Linked DNA regions of Zea mays: region 2 is linked to region 1. The links are chromatin contacts, called in public Hi-C maps. All regions are on one chromosome and are shown on one strand. The core of a region is the stretch at or near the end of the contact, and the rest is flanking DNA. Distances in the headings are between cores, read along the strand shown. Region 1 holds the start of LOC100282888. Region 2 holds the start of LOC100384794.

Region 1 (6,458 bases), core at 2,386-4,885:
TTATAGGGGGCGATAGCGGTGGCCGGGAATTTGGGTTAAGCGCGGTGGCGGTCGGAGGGAACATGGACACAGGAGCAAGGGATGGGTGGCTTTCACCGTGGCGCTTCCTCCGGTGATCACCGGACATGCACCCAGTGAGTCACAACGACGAGGACCAGCGCACAAACACGTGGCACGTAACGGCGACAGCACGACGGCGGTGAGACTTATCTGGTCGACCGACGGCCGGGGGGGAAAACGGCAAGCGTAGCCACAACCCGAGCGCAAGTGGATCGGACGCCGAGATTCTTACTGAGCCGTGCTTATCCGATGGCCATGGCGCACGAATCACGGCGAGCGGTGATCAACGGCGATGGGCTACCGGCGACAAGCAGGGGGCGGAATTGGGATCTTTTTCAGTTGAACATTTACTGTACCATGGTGATCTCCTATTAGATGAACTGACAGAGCATTTTGAAACTTAGTTTTCTCTCAATTTTGAATGGCAACCTAGCCCAAGCTCTGCATCAAGGTTGTAATACTACATACCAGCTACAACTTTGCTACATGGTCTTGTCACAAAAAGTCACTGAATCATGTTTGAAATTGGGTTTGAAGTTGGTGGTAATTCACTGTTAGTCTGAAAATTCAGACCAAACCAGTCTGACAGCCTGACAGTCCAACTTCAGGCATGATTATCTTCAGTTTTTCCTTAACAACAATGCTCACACCTTTAAGCAAAGTTGTTCTCCATTAATTGGTCTACACACTTGTTGTGGTCACTTTGGGCAAAATCCCTATATTTTAAAAGATACAGGGCTCCAAAGTTGAACCAACAAAACTGAGTTTCAGACTTAGGCTCTATAGTGCTTAAGAGGTGATTCTTGCAAATAAGCCCAAAACTTAGGGTTTAACTTGCAAATTCACATATTTGTGAACCAAATGACTGTATATGTTCAAACATAGTAGTTTTTACACTTTAGTCCAAAGGTTCACCACTTTTGCACATAAGCCCCTAGGGTTTGGTTTTAGGGTTTTCCAGGGTTCCAATTAGGGTTTCTGGTATCCCAGGGGTATAAATGTGATTCAACCTTATTTTTGGGGTCATTTTATAACTTTTACCCTAAGGTCTTTAGGTTTTCTCATCTTAGGTTAAGTTTTACCCCTTTAATCCCTATTTAGGGTTAAGTTCTTTAACCAGGGTTCTATTTGCAAAAACATTAAAACAATACAACTTGTTTGAAATTTTTGCCTAGTGAATGCACTCTAGGTGTATCAAACATATGCAATGCCAATGCTTATGATGTCATGCTCAAGTTTTAGTTATAGTAACACCAGGGGTGTTACAGATTAGCACTTGACTTAAATATTATTTTGTTGATTTTGGGCAGCTCAAGGTCATTGGTGATGGTGGTGATCCAAATGGCCACTATGACAAGGATGATCATCAATGAGGCCTTGTGTCGATAATATTGTCCTATAGTATTGTGAAACATGGTTTTGCCCCATCTTTGCAACATCATATTGTCCTATAGTATTGTATTTGATAAGTGTTTGAGCATGAAGCAGGTTAGGTGGTGTTCTACACCTACGAATTATGCAACCACATATAGATTATTTCTATGGGTTTTTAGTCATGTACTGTAGTGAATCTTTATTACTGGCATACAACATCTCACAACAGTTCTAATAATGAGCAATAAACTTATATGTATTTACTGGTTTTGGTGGTAAGGTTGAAGTTTGCCGAGTAATATGAGCTTAGGCTCAAAAAGCTACCAGAACCTACATGTTATTGTCTGTGTTACTTCATTTGTGACTAGATGAGTGCCTTTGCATTGCAAGAAGAACATTTATCATGATATATGTTATAAGTTATCGTGATATATGTTTCCGTTGCAACGCACGGGCATTCACCTAGTATATATAATATTTATCTAGAGCGTAACTGGTTTTGGCAAAGTTCAAAAGTATCATGAGGACCCTACAAGAAAAGAGTTAGCGAAAACATTTGACTCTTGGCCATCAATAAACTATTATATCATGGATTGTAAATATGTAAGTCTCTGTTCATTTCGAATGCATTTATAAAGGGCATATCTTTGCAATCCTAATGGTTGATATTTTGCAGATTCCTATACCATAGAAATTCACCGATTGATACGTCCTTTTCATAATTGATCATAGTAAGAAGTATGTGATTTTCATCGACTTTACACTCACTCAAGATTAGTGTAAGCATATGCCATACAAGATATTCGCATAAGCGATTATCACAACCTCAAAGAAATATAAGATTACTTACAATAAGAAACGTTCTGGACGAACAGATAATATTTTTAAGTGGGAGCATACAATTCGGACTGATGCTCCAATTGACTCAAAAGAGTATTTTTGGTACCACCTTCTCAGCAATTTTAAGTTTTTTAGGATTTCTATTATATATAACATAGTTGGTGAAACATTATTCTATATGATTAATAAAAACTACCTTATTCTACAAGCTATGACCATGTGGGGGAATGATCGACGAATAGAATTTGTTAGGGTGATTGGAGTACGTTTGTTTAATATTCAACATACATCCCAATTATATAATAAAAAAGATGTTTTGTTTTATTATGTCTCGTGCATAGGATGCAAAGATTGTTTGGAGAAACTTTGTGATTGATCTGTTAAGTTATGAGTATAATTCGTACTGATATACTATCCCTACAAACATATAATAGATCCATCAATATCGCTAAAAAGTTTAGATTAATGTATGTTTGTCGGTATATTTACCTAACATTTAGAATTCTATATTGATTCTTTAAAAATAATTTGTGTGATATTATAATATTTGTTAGACATCAATTCATTTTATTTTAGTCAACATATTTATAATAATATTACATATTTATATCATCAATATAATATTAGTGTTACAATGATATTTTATCACATGGATTTTATATATTATAATGATGTTTATCATTTTATATTTATGTTTATACTAATTTTTAACTCTAGTACTTTGCTCTACGATGTCGTGAGAATGACATGGTACGTTATGCGTATAATATCAGACGCGACTATACAAAGCACGTTCTCCAGCGGTCAACGAATTCCGTTTATTTTTTCCCCCTCAATAAATTTGCTTCATTTGCGTCTGACTCTACAGTAGACTCGACTAGGGCCCTGTTTGGTTCCTTTAGTCACTAGATTAAATTTTAGTGACTAAAGTTTAGTTGCTAAAGTACCATGTTTGGTTCCAGTGACTAAACTGAACTAAAGATCATTAATTGCTGTGAATATTGACTGTTTTACCCCTATTAATTAATGAATGTTTGCTATAAGAAGAAAGTTGAAAGGGCAAATAAGGTAAAAATACTACTTTAGTCCCTTTTAGTAATCCCTTGGTGACTAAAGAACTAAAGTTTAGTCACCCTATTTTAGTCACAATGTTTGCTTCTTTAGGAACTAAGTGACTAAAATTTAGTTACTAAACTTTAGTCACCCCAAACGGGGCCTAGGTTAGCGTTTGCCGTTTGGCACAGCCAGCTCGTTGACCCGGGCCATTTGGGCCAGCCAGCTCGTTGCCCTGGGCCCTGGCCCCCGGGCGCCCTCACGCCCGCTGGCCGCTATAAATAGCGCTCGGCGTTCCTGTCTCCACCCATCCCAAGAAGAGCCGCCCTACCTATTCCTTCTCCCAGCCGTCGAGCTGCCCAACCCAGAGCACCAGCAGCCCTCACCTTCTTCCTCTCGGCCGGTCCTTCAAACGAGCCCGCTCGTCTTGGAGCCGCCGCCGGTCTCGTTCTGGACGAACGTGAGTTTTCCTTTCTCTCGTCCTTCCTTGCGCTCGGTTTACTCATCCTGCTGCCGTGCCCTGCGTTGTGTGCACCAGGACTCTGTAGGGTCCTGAGAGGAGTGGCCGGCGGTTTCGTCTGTGGTAGATCGTAGTACGTTGGCTTAGATCTTGGTTGGGTTCTTGAGGGCGCTTTTGATTTTCGTCGGGAGAGTTTGAGATCGCCTTCCTGCCCCCGTTTGTCGGAGGTGTCGGGAAAACTTACATTTTGTCTGTGCTACCTTAGAATTTGGATCCTGATAATTGCTAATCGTTTGTGCTGTTCTGCTGCCCAAGAAGGAGAACTTACTCTCTTTCGATCGACAGGTTCAAGGAGATTGCATTTGTGGATGCTCTAATGGAGTCGAAAGGTGGCAAGAAGTCTAGTAGTAGTAGTAGTAATTTCATGTACGAAGCTCCCCTTGGCTACAAGATCGAGGACGTTCGCCCAGCCGGAGGAATCAAGAAGTTCCAGACTGCTGCTTATTCCAACGTAAGAACCAAAAAACCTGCGGTACAAGCAATGCCGTTCTAAATCTACTTCTCATTGATACGTTCCACGCTTTGGTTACTGACGCTCGTTATTTGTTTGATCTTTTGTTTTGCAGTGCGTCCGCCAGCCATCCTGATATCGCCTCACATGCAATTCGCGGTAGAGTAGGATTTTAATTCAGTTTTCCTCTTGTGTCGGTAGTTTTCCGTTGGCTCTGGCTGCCTTCCTCTGCTTCTGAGATTCCAACTTGTCTTGCCCATCTCTCCTTTTCCTCTCTCATCCTCTCTTTCTTGCAACACGTCATCCAGTGGCGATGTCTTCAGCAGATTCTTGTGTCTCTTCTCCTGCCTCCCCTATTGGCTTTGAGGGCTATGAGAAGCGCCTCGAGATCACGTTCTCTGACGCGCCTGTCTTTGAGGACCCTTGTGGTCGTGGCCTGCGCGCCCTCTCCCGTGAGCAGATCGACTCGTTTCTGGATCTCGCACGGTGCACCATAGTGTCACAGCTCTCCAACGAGAGCTTCGACTCATATGTTCTGTCCGAGTCCAGCCTCTTTGTGTATCCCCACAAGGTTGTTCTGAAGACCTGTGGGACGACGAAGCTGCTGCTCGCCATTCCTCGCATCCTTGAGCTTGCTGCAGGGCTGTCACTGCCTCTTCTTTCAGCGAAGTACTCTCGTGGGACCTTCATCTTCCCCGGCGCGCAGCCCGCGCCACACCGCAGCTTCTCGGAGGAGGTATCTGTGCTGAACGCTTTCTTTGGTAACCTCAAGTCCGGTGGCAATGCCTACCTGATCGGTGAACCGTTCAAGCCCAACAAGAAGTGGCATGTCTACTACGCCACAGAGGAGCCTGAGCGTCCTATGGTGACGCTTGAGATGTGCATGACAGAGCTTGACGTTAAGAAAGCTGCTGTGTTCTTCAAGAACTCCACTGGTGGCAGCTGCACTTCAGCTAAAGAGATGACGAAGCTCTCGGGGATTCATGAGATCATTCCCGAGATGGAGATCTGTGACTTTGAGTTTGACCCCTGTGGGTACTCGATGAATGGCGTCTTCGGGCCTGCAGCCTCCACCATCCACGTGACACCCGAGGAAGGTTTCAGCTACGCAAGCTACGAAGCTATGAACTTCGACCCCAGCTCACTGGTCTACAGCGATGTGATCAGGAGGGTCCTGGCAGGCTTCTCTCCTTCGGACTTCTCGGTCGCAGTTACCATCTTTGGTGGCCGTGGGTTCGCCAAATCATGGGCGACGGGTGCAGACATCGATTCCTACATGTGCGGTGATCCTGTAGAGCAAGAGCTTCCTGGTGGCGGTCTGCTGATGTACCAGAGCTTTACTGCTGTTCCCTCTGGCTCTGTATCGCCGAGGTCGACCTTGCAGACGGATGGCTGGAGCAGCGATGGAATGGAGATGGCCTCAAATGACGAGATGTGTATTGGCTGCTGGAATGCGGTGAAGAAGGTGGTGAAGAAAGATTTGGATGCTTAAAGATTTGGATAACTTAGGTGGTTCTTCACCTAAGTTATGAAGAAGTCTGAGACCTCTGTCTCTCTGTTCTTTTGGTTTCAGTTAAGCAGTTAGCTGGGCTACCGGCAATTTGTTTGCTTAATATTTTTCCTGTTCAATAAGTACTCTGGATGGCTTGCTGCGTCTGCCATAGTGAGCTGCATATTGTTGTTTAGTCATATTGTTTCTGCTGCCGATGCCCTTGTGGGGAGAATGATCTTGTAACAGACTTGCCTATTCCCGCAATATATTGGAAATTTTGGTTAATAATCTATTGGTTGTCACTCCCGCTGTTGTGATTAGCACATGTAGCACATTTCATACTTCTTTTTTTTTTAAATATCTTGATATTATTTTTGTTGTTAGTCAGTGGGTCTTCAACGACTGATGTTATTCTTGTTCTCAACAGAAGCCATCAACACGACATGATATTATTCTTGTTCATCAACGTAACACTAGCAGTATTATTGAATTAGTTACATAGTCTCAGTATGAGCACCAAGTTTTGTCATTGTTTTGATTCACACTCTTGTTGGACAGGTTTATAACACTTTTGCATATATATGTTTTTCCTGTTATGCTGTGTAAGACAGTTGCGAGCGGGTCAGAGTCAGCGATGTATTTCTTCGAGTAAGACCGTGTCCACCCAT
Region 2 (6,458 bases), core at 2,397-4,896, 240 kb before region 1:
GGTGCGGAGATCAATGTTTTCAAGTCGTCTAGTCGAACCTAGTCGTATAGGGACCGATGGGTCGATTAGTCGCGATTAGTCGTCGACTAGGTCAACTAATCGACCCTAGTCGAGCTGGTCATCTTAGGAGAGGAAAGCAAAGGCTGAGTACTGACCATCAGACGATGTGCTCATCTTAGGAGAGGACTCTGTAGTGCTGCACAAGGTCAAGGTAAGGGTAGGACAGTGGCTCCTTGGGCGGCAGTGGTGCATAGGGTTAGAGGGGGAGACGGACGGCGGTTCCTCCTTGGGCGACGTCCCACACTCCGGCTCTATCTTTGGACTCGTAGGCGGAGGCGGCAGTCGGGTCTGTCTTGGATGTGGCCGACGGCTCCTCCATCGGGCGACGGCGCCTCTATCTCGATGGCTCCCGACGGTGGCACCCGACGACGGCTCCAGGTCCTTGTGCCCTGGCGGTTGTGCGTGAGCGAGAGAAGGGCCTAGAGGGGTTGTGCGTGAGCGGGAGTATATTTTACCGGGGTGCTTGTCTAATTCTCAAGTGTCAACCCTAAAGCCCACAAAGCAAATTGTGGCCCAGTAAAAACCCCAGCTGCAAAAGCCCAATAGCCATCAACAAAGGCATGTCCAAACTAGTCGTCCTCTCCCTAGTCGGACGACTAGTCGGACGACCATAATTCTAGTTGTACTAATCGCCTTGGTGGCCCTAATCGTTTCCAGTCCACCGACTAGTCCGATTAATCGCGATTAATCGCGATTAGTCGGACGACTTGAAAACACTGGCGGAGATGGTCTGCAGCAGAAGTCATGGGAAAGGATCTTTGACTCATGATACCAGATGTTATGGATCCTAGTTCATAACGGGATAAACAGCGCGGGGAAGATAGCCGGGCGAAGTCGGCTGGGGGACTAGACTATTAGAGAGATCCAAGACTAATTCTTCTTCATTGATTCCCCCTTAAGGAGGTACAACCTATCCTTATATAAATAGGAAGACTTGACCCTCAAGTAACTAACTCAATCTTGTCTAATCTAATCTCAAGTAACTAACGCAATCTTATCTAATCTAATATTTATCCACTAATCCTAACCCTGAGCCTATCCCTATGGCCTCCATGCCCTAGGCTGCCACCTCATGACATCAACAAACATCCACTGTCATGCAATCTATGACATTGTGTGAGCCTAAATTTTTACATATGAATTGACCCAATAATAATCATGTAAACCAGACAACATAAAAAACAAGGCTAGCAAACTTCTCAATACATATAGGGGTTGTTCGCTTCAGATTAAAGCCAGTTTTTCGGATTGCTGCAGATGTAATCTGTTGAGTTTGTGATCCAAATTCTACATATGGAGGCTGTGTTGGTGAGCGGAGCGGAGGCCCGTCACCGAGAGGCTTGAGCCAAAGCGTAATTAGGGTTTTTTGTGCTACGCATTGTTTTCTGGTCGAGCGACCAGCTAGTCGACCTAGGGGTCCGACTAGGCAACTAATCTCGATTAATCGACGATTAGGTCGACTAATCGACCTCTGGTCGACCTGGTCGTATACTAGTCGTCCTGTTCATCCAAGACATATGTATATAGTATATAACTAATTAACTATATACGGTATATAACTATATATAAAGGGTAGGGTAAACATGACATGAATTCTGCAATACTGATCAAAGGAATAAGGATTCAGAGGATGGCAACATGAACAAGGATGGCAATATGAACAGAATCTCTATTCTCTAATATGAACTGAGTCAGAAACATAGAAGGACAGAACACAATACAGAATACAGAAGTAAATATGACTATCACTGAATCTAGGGCCTTGCGTTGCGCGCCGAGGAAGACAAATTGGGGCCAAGGTTTTTTAATACATCGACTGTCACTGAATCTGTGCACCGGTGATCAACTTACCAGGAGGCAAGAGCCTTGTGCAGTGCGTCGACGCCAATGATCAAAACCCAAGAGCCAGGAGGACAGAGAACGACAACAGGAGAAGAGAAGAAATTAGAGATAGAGAACCAGAACTGCAGAAGGAAGGAGATGAAGACGCCAAGAATCGAGGAGATTAGACACAAACCGTCGTGTGCAAGGGTATATCACGACGGCGCCTCTGACGGTTCAGCTCCTGTAGCCGGACCGCCCGCCAAAAAAGGCCTACAAATTTTTTACATCATACAAACCCTAGTCGCTAAGTACTGTCTGATCGAGCGATTTATCGGGCCTAGTCGGACGACTAGGTCGACTAGAACACCTAATCGGGTCGGGTTCCCTAATCGCTTACCCTAAACCGACCAGCCCGACTAATCGCGATTAGTCGAACGACTTGAAATCAGAGGTGCTACGTCACAATCATTACTCCTCTTGTAAACCGTCGTCTAAGGATGGCGTTCTGTAAACACTCCACATCATAGTGAATGTTTCGTCTGCTGGTGCCTGTGGTTTTTCCCTTCGCGTTGAAGGGTTTTCTACGTAAATATGTGTGTCGTGCTCTGTGGTTTGTTGGTTGATCTACTTCGTTTTGTCTGCCGGTTTTGCTAACATAATCCATAGAGACAAAACAATGTAGAAGTAGTAGAAGCCGCTACGGACTAAAGCCAACCGAACAAGATGATAATTATATATCTTGTAAAGGAACTAAAGCATGCATAGTTATTTAAGTTAGATGCGAGTGGTTGAGATAAAAAGGAGAAACAATGAATGAGAGAGCATATTACCCTTTGCCGCCCAAAGAAGCAACCATCTGGTTCAATAGAGCCGAAGAAATCAAGCTTGAGTAGGCACCCTTTAAGTCTGTCATAGTACAAACCCCTGATGGGGAAGGTGCGGTCATACTCGTACTGCAAGCAACTCTCCGGATACTTCAACTGCAGAAAACATCAGGTCCGCTCAGAAACCACAAGGGCAGCATTCAGTCATCCATGCAAAGATGTGATGACACCCAAGAAAGAGAGGAACCAAACCTCATTGACCAAGTGCCTTTTGGCAAGATCGTAGATAAGGCATTGCAGGTGCTCGGAGTAGTGCGACAGCGTGTAGTCGTAGTCGAAGCCGTAGACCTGGAGGTCGTCCAGCTTGACGTTCTTGTTGACGTAAATGCCTGAAACCCGCGACAGCGTCCCAACGCTAGGCCAGCAATGTTAAGAGACTGAAGAACCGATCTGTAAAGCAAGACTGTAGGAGGATAGGGAAGCGAATGGGCAATCGAGATTCCCTTTTCCCGACCTTGCGGATTCATCTTGGGCATGTCCTTGATGGCGGCGGGAATGCTGAGGTAGTTGCGCTTGGCGTCATCGAACTCGCGGCGGATGCGCTCGATCTCGTCCTCGCCGGCGCCGGACCGCAGCGTGGTGGAGAGCGTGCAGAGCGCGCGCAGGTCTGTAGGGAGAAACGACAGCCCCAATGTCAAGGGAGACACGGTCAGCAGTCAACCCCATTCCGCAGCGGCATTCCGTCGAACGGCTCTAGTGCAACAACCTCCCAAGGACCGCAGCGCCGTCGCAGAGAGCGCCGGCGACAGGAGACCGTAGCGGTCGAGGAGGCGGAGGCGAGCCAACGCCATTGGGGCCTGCCTCGAGTTTGTCGGTCTGCCGGTCGGTCGCCGACGTGAAGGTGAGGGACGGGCGCAGGAAACGGCTGTTTTTCCTAGGCGCCCACGGGAAAAGGTCGCGCTCGCGGTTGCACTTGCACTTGCACACTTAGGCCCTGTTTGGGAACAAAGTTTTTGAAAACCACAGTTTTTGAAATACTATACTATACTTTAGTTATGACAATACCGTAGTTTATAATACCGCAGTTTTGAAAACTGAGGTCCAGAGCTAAGTTTAGAATGCCTTAAAACAACTATAGTATTTGCAATACTTCAGTTTTGAAAACAGAGATTTTACCCAGCTTGCCAAACACCATTATGTATATAATACTGCAGTATTTGAGAATACTGCAGTATTCTTCCAAAACTGCAGAAAAACTTTGTTCCCAAACACCCCCTTACATTACACGGGAGAAGGCTGACTGCGGCCTGCGGGAGAGGGACGTGTCCTAACGTGTGGGGCCACATGTACGTCCCGCCCAGTGGAGCTCTGCTTTGTGGAACGGTGGGGCGCGCGGCTTCCTTTTGCTCGATACACGATGTCTGAACTGCTGTGACCATCACTGACGTGTGGAGCCACATGTACGTCCCGCCCAGTGGAGCTCGTGGGCTGGTGGCCTGGTGGGGCGTGGGTAGGGCTGGTACATATTATCTACGTAACAATTGATGAACATGTTATATGTATGTGTGATGTCTATGACTCATGAGTTAAACTAATGATTGATGAACTGTGTTTATGTGTTAAATTAACCTATGCAAATATAACTGTGAGTTAAACTAATGAACATATGTATGGATAGTGAATTTGAGTGATGAGTTGTGTTAATTTAGTATTACATTGTTGTGCTCTGTGAAATTATAAGTATAATTACTATTTTATATTATTAAATTAGTTTGAAATTAACTAGAAATTGATTAATATATACATATTGTTTTTCTACTATAACTCACGAGCTAAACTAGCCAAACCGAGTTGATTCTGTGACTCGTTAGCTTAACAAGCCAGTTCAAACTCGGACGAGTCGAGCCTGACTGGATATCCAGCCCAAGGCGTGCGGCCTCCTTTTGCTAGATCCATGAAACCTAAACTGTTGTGACAGGGGCAGTGGCATGGCACCCGTAGAAAAGAAGACGACGATGAGCGAACGGGGCCCGGCCTCCAGGATCGGGAGAAGTGGAGATCCTGGTGTTAGTTGGGGTAAACCTAGCGGCCCATCTCTGCACGTCCCGATCCAACCAAAATGACGGGCTCTCGTTTCCGTTGTGCATATGCAGGCTTTTTGCTAGATCCATGAAGCCTAAACTGTTGTGACCACGCAAGCAGGGGCAGTGGCATGGCGCCTGTAGAAAAGAAGACGACGCTGAGCGAACGGGGCCGGCCTACGGGATCGGGAGATCCTGGTGTTAGTTGGGGTAAACCTGGCGTCCCATCTCCGCACATCCCGATCCAACCAAAATGATAGGCTCTTGTTTTCGTTGTGCGCGTATTCCATAGACTCGAACACCATCCATCATGTGCAGGGTGTTGAGAACTACGTTACCACGGATCACCAGATCCGCACCCTTCCCTCCCGTCAGTAGATTAGGCGCGAGAAGTCGTGGAAGACTCGTATCCCTTCCCAGAAGCACGACAGTGAAACACACGAGACACAGGATGTAGGGTTGGGCCTCTGGCCTCTTTCTCTTCTCTGTATTATGAGGGGGTGTACAGGTTCCTTATATAGAGATGTGAGACCCCTCAGGGGCAAAGCAGGTATTTGCCCACATAACCCTAACTAGGGTTACTTAACACTCCCCCTTGGGCGAATACCGCGACCAACACATGCCTCGTTAAAACTCCGAAAAACCCAGTGGGAAAATGTGGAGAAAGAGTGCATGGTGATACAAATTGCATTTGCACTTTGTTGCCTCGTTAAAAACCTCATGTGAGAAACTTCAAGAAAACTCACCAAGGGAAAAAGAGTACAACAACTGTCATCGGGACAGATTTCGATCCTCTGGGATCTAGATTCTATCGAATCTTCTACAAGGGCTAACTTTTAGAAATGTGCTCCCCCTGATCCTTGCAAAACCGTATCAATAAGGCAAAACATCTTCTTCTGGAAGTATATGCACCTAAAGATTTAGCAAACAGATTGCATATCTTTGCAAGGACTATTTCAGGAACTTTACCTCTACTCACTTCTAGGATATACGAGGTAAGTGCACGTATCAATATAAATAAGCCAATTTGACCGATGGCGTTCGATAGACTGGATCTATATATTTGATAGAAAATTCCATAAAGGTTCACATCAAGCTCACGCCTTCAGGGCATAGAATATGACATTTATTGTCTCGCGATTGTCCCTCATCCCTCATTCGCTCCCCCTGACGATGACATCTGTCAAAGTCGTTATCCCTCATAACTCAAGCATATTCTTCAATATATATGTCTCATTGTTCATCTAGAATAACGAGAATGGATGAGGTTGGGGTGCTATCATTTTCTATCTTACACCACAATTTATATATAGTTGTGCAAAGCAAATAACATGTCCTTCAATAGGACTTAGGGGATAATATAGTTGCAATAGTACATATTCTAAATATGACACATCGCTCGAGGCGTTCATCCATTGCAACATCTATGATGGTGTAACAAAAGTCCATCTAAGATCGTAATCCATCAGGGATTTTTCATCGATCAGATACATCGTTATAGTCTGTCATTCTAGCACAATAGAGATATTTTGCCAGTAACACCTAAACCTTATAGGTTTCTGCCATCAGGGCTTTGGAGGATACCGTAATTCCACATATAGTGGAAATTACCATGAGTAAAACTCATGGAATGCACATGTGCTTATTCGGTGAACTTCAAGTCCTTTGG

The links. Hi-C and Micro-C count contacts between places; a contact is called where the count stands out from the background.
Region 2: a Hi-C map of leaf mesophyll shows a contact between it and region 1, with 3 times the contacts expected there. The contact joins the promoter of LOC100384794 here to the promoter of LOC100282888 in region 1. A contact is called at or near these places in 10 of 25 Hi-C or Micro-C datasets (ear, leaf, leaf mesophyll and 2 more).

The regions. Positions count from the first base shown.
Region 1 is chr7:123,207,346-123,213,803 of Zm-B73-REFERENCE-NAM-5.0, reverse strand. It overlaps LOC100282888, which reads left to right and starts at 3,635. Exons shown (of 3, transcript NM_001155794.2): 1 at 3,635-3,787; 2 at 4,133-4,298; 3 at 4,414-6,094. The coding sequence starts at 4,612. The coding sequence ends at 5,790.
Region 2 is chr7:123,448,398-123,454,855 of Zm-B73-REFERENCE-NAM-5.0, reverse strand. It overlaps LOC100384794, which reads right to left and starts at 3,646. Exons shown (of 13, transcript NM_001177240.2): 1 at 3,475-3,646; 2 at 3,223-3,375; 3 at 2,961-3,097; 4 at 2,715-2,864. The coding sequence starts at 3,559.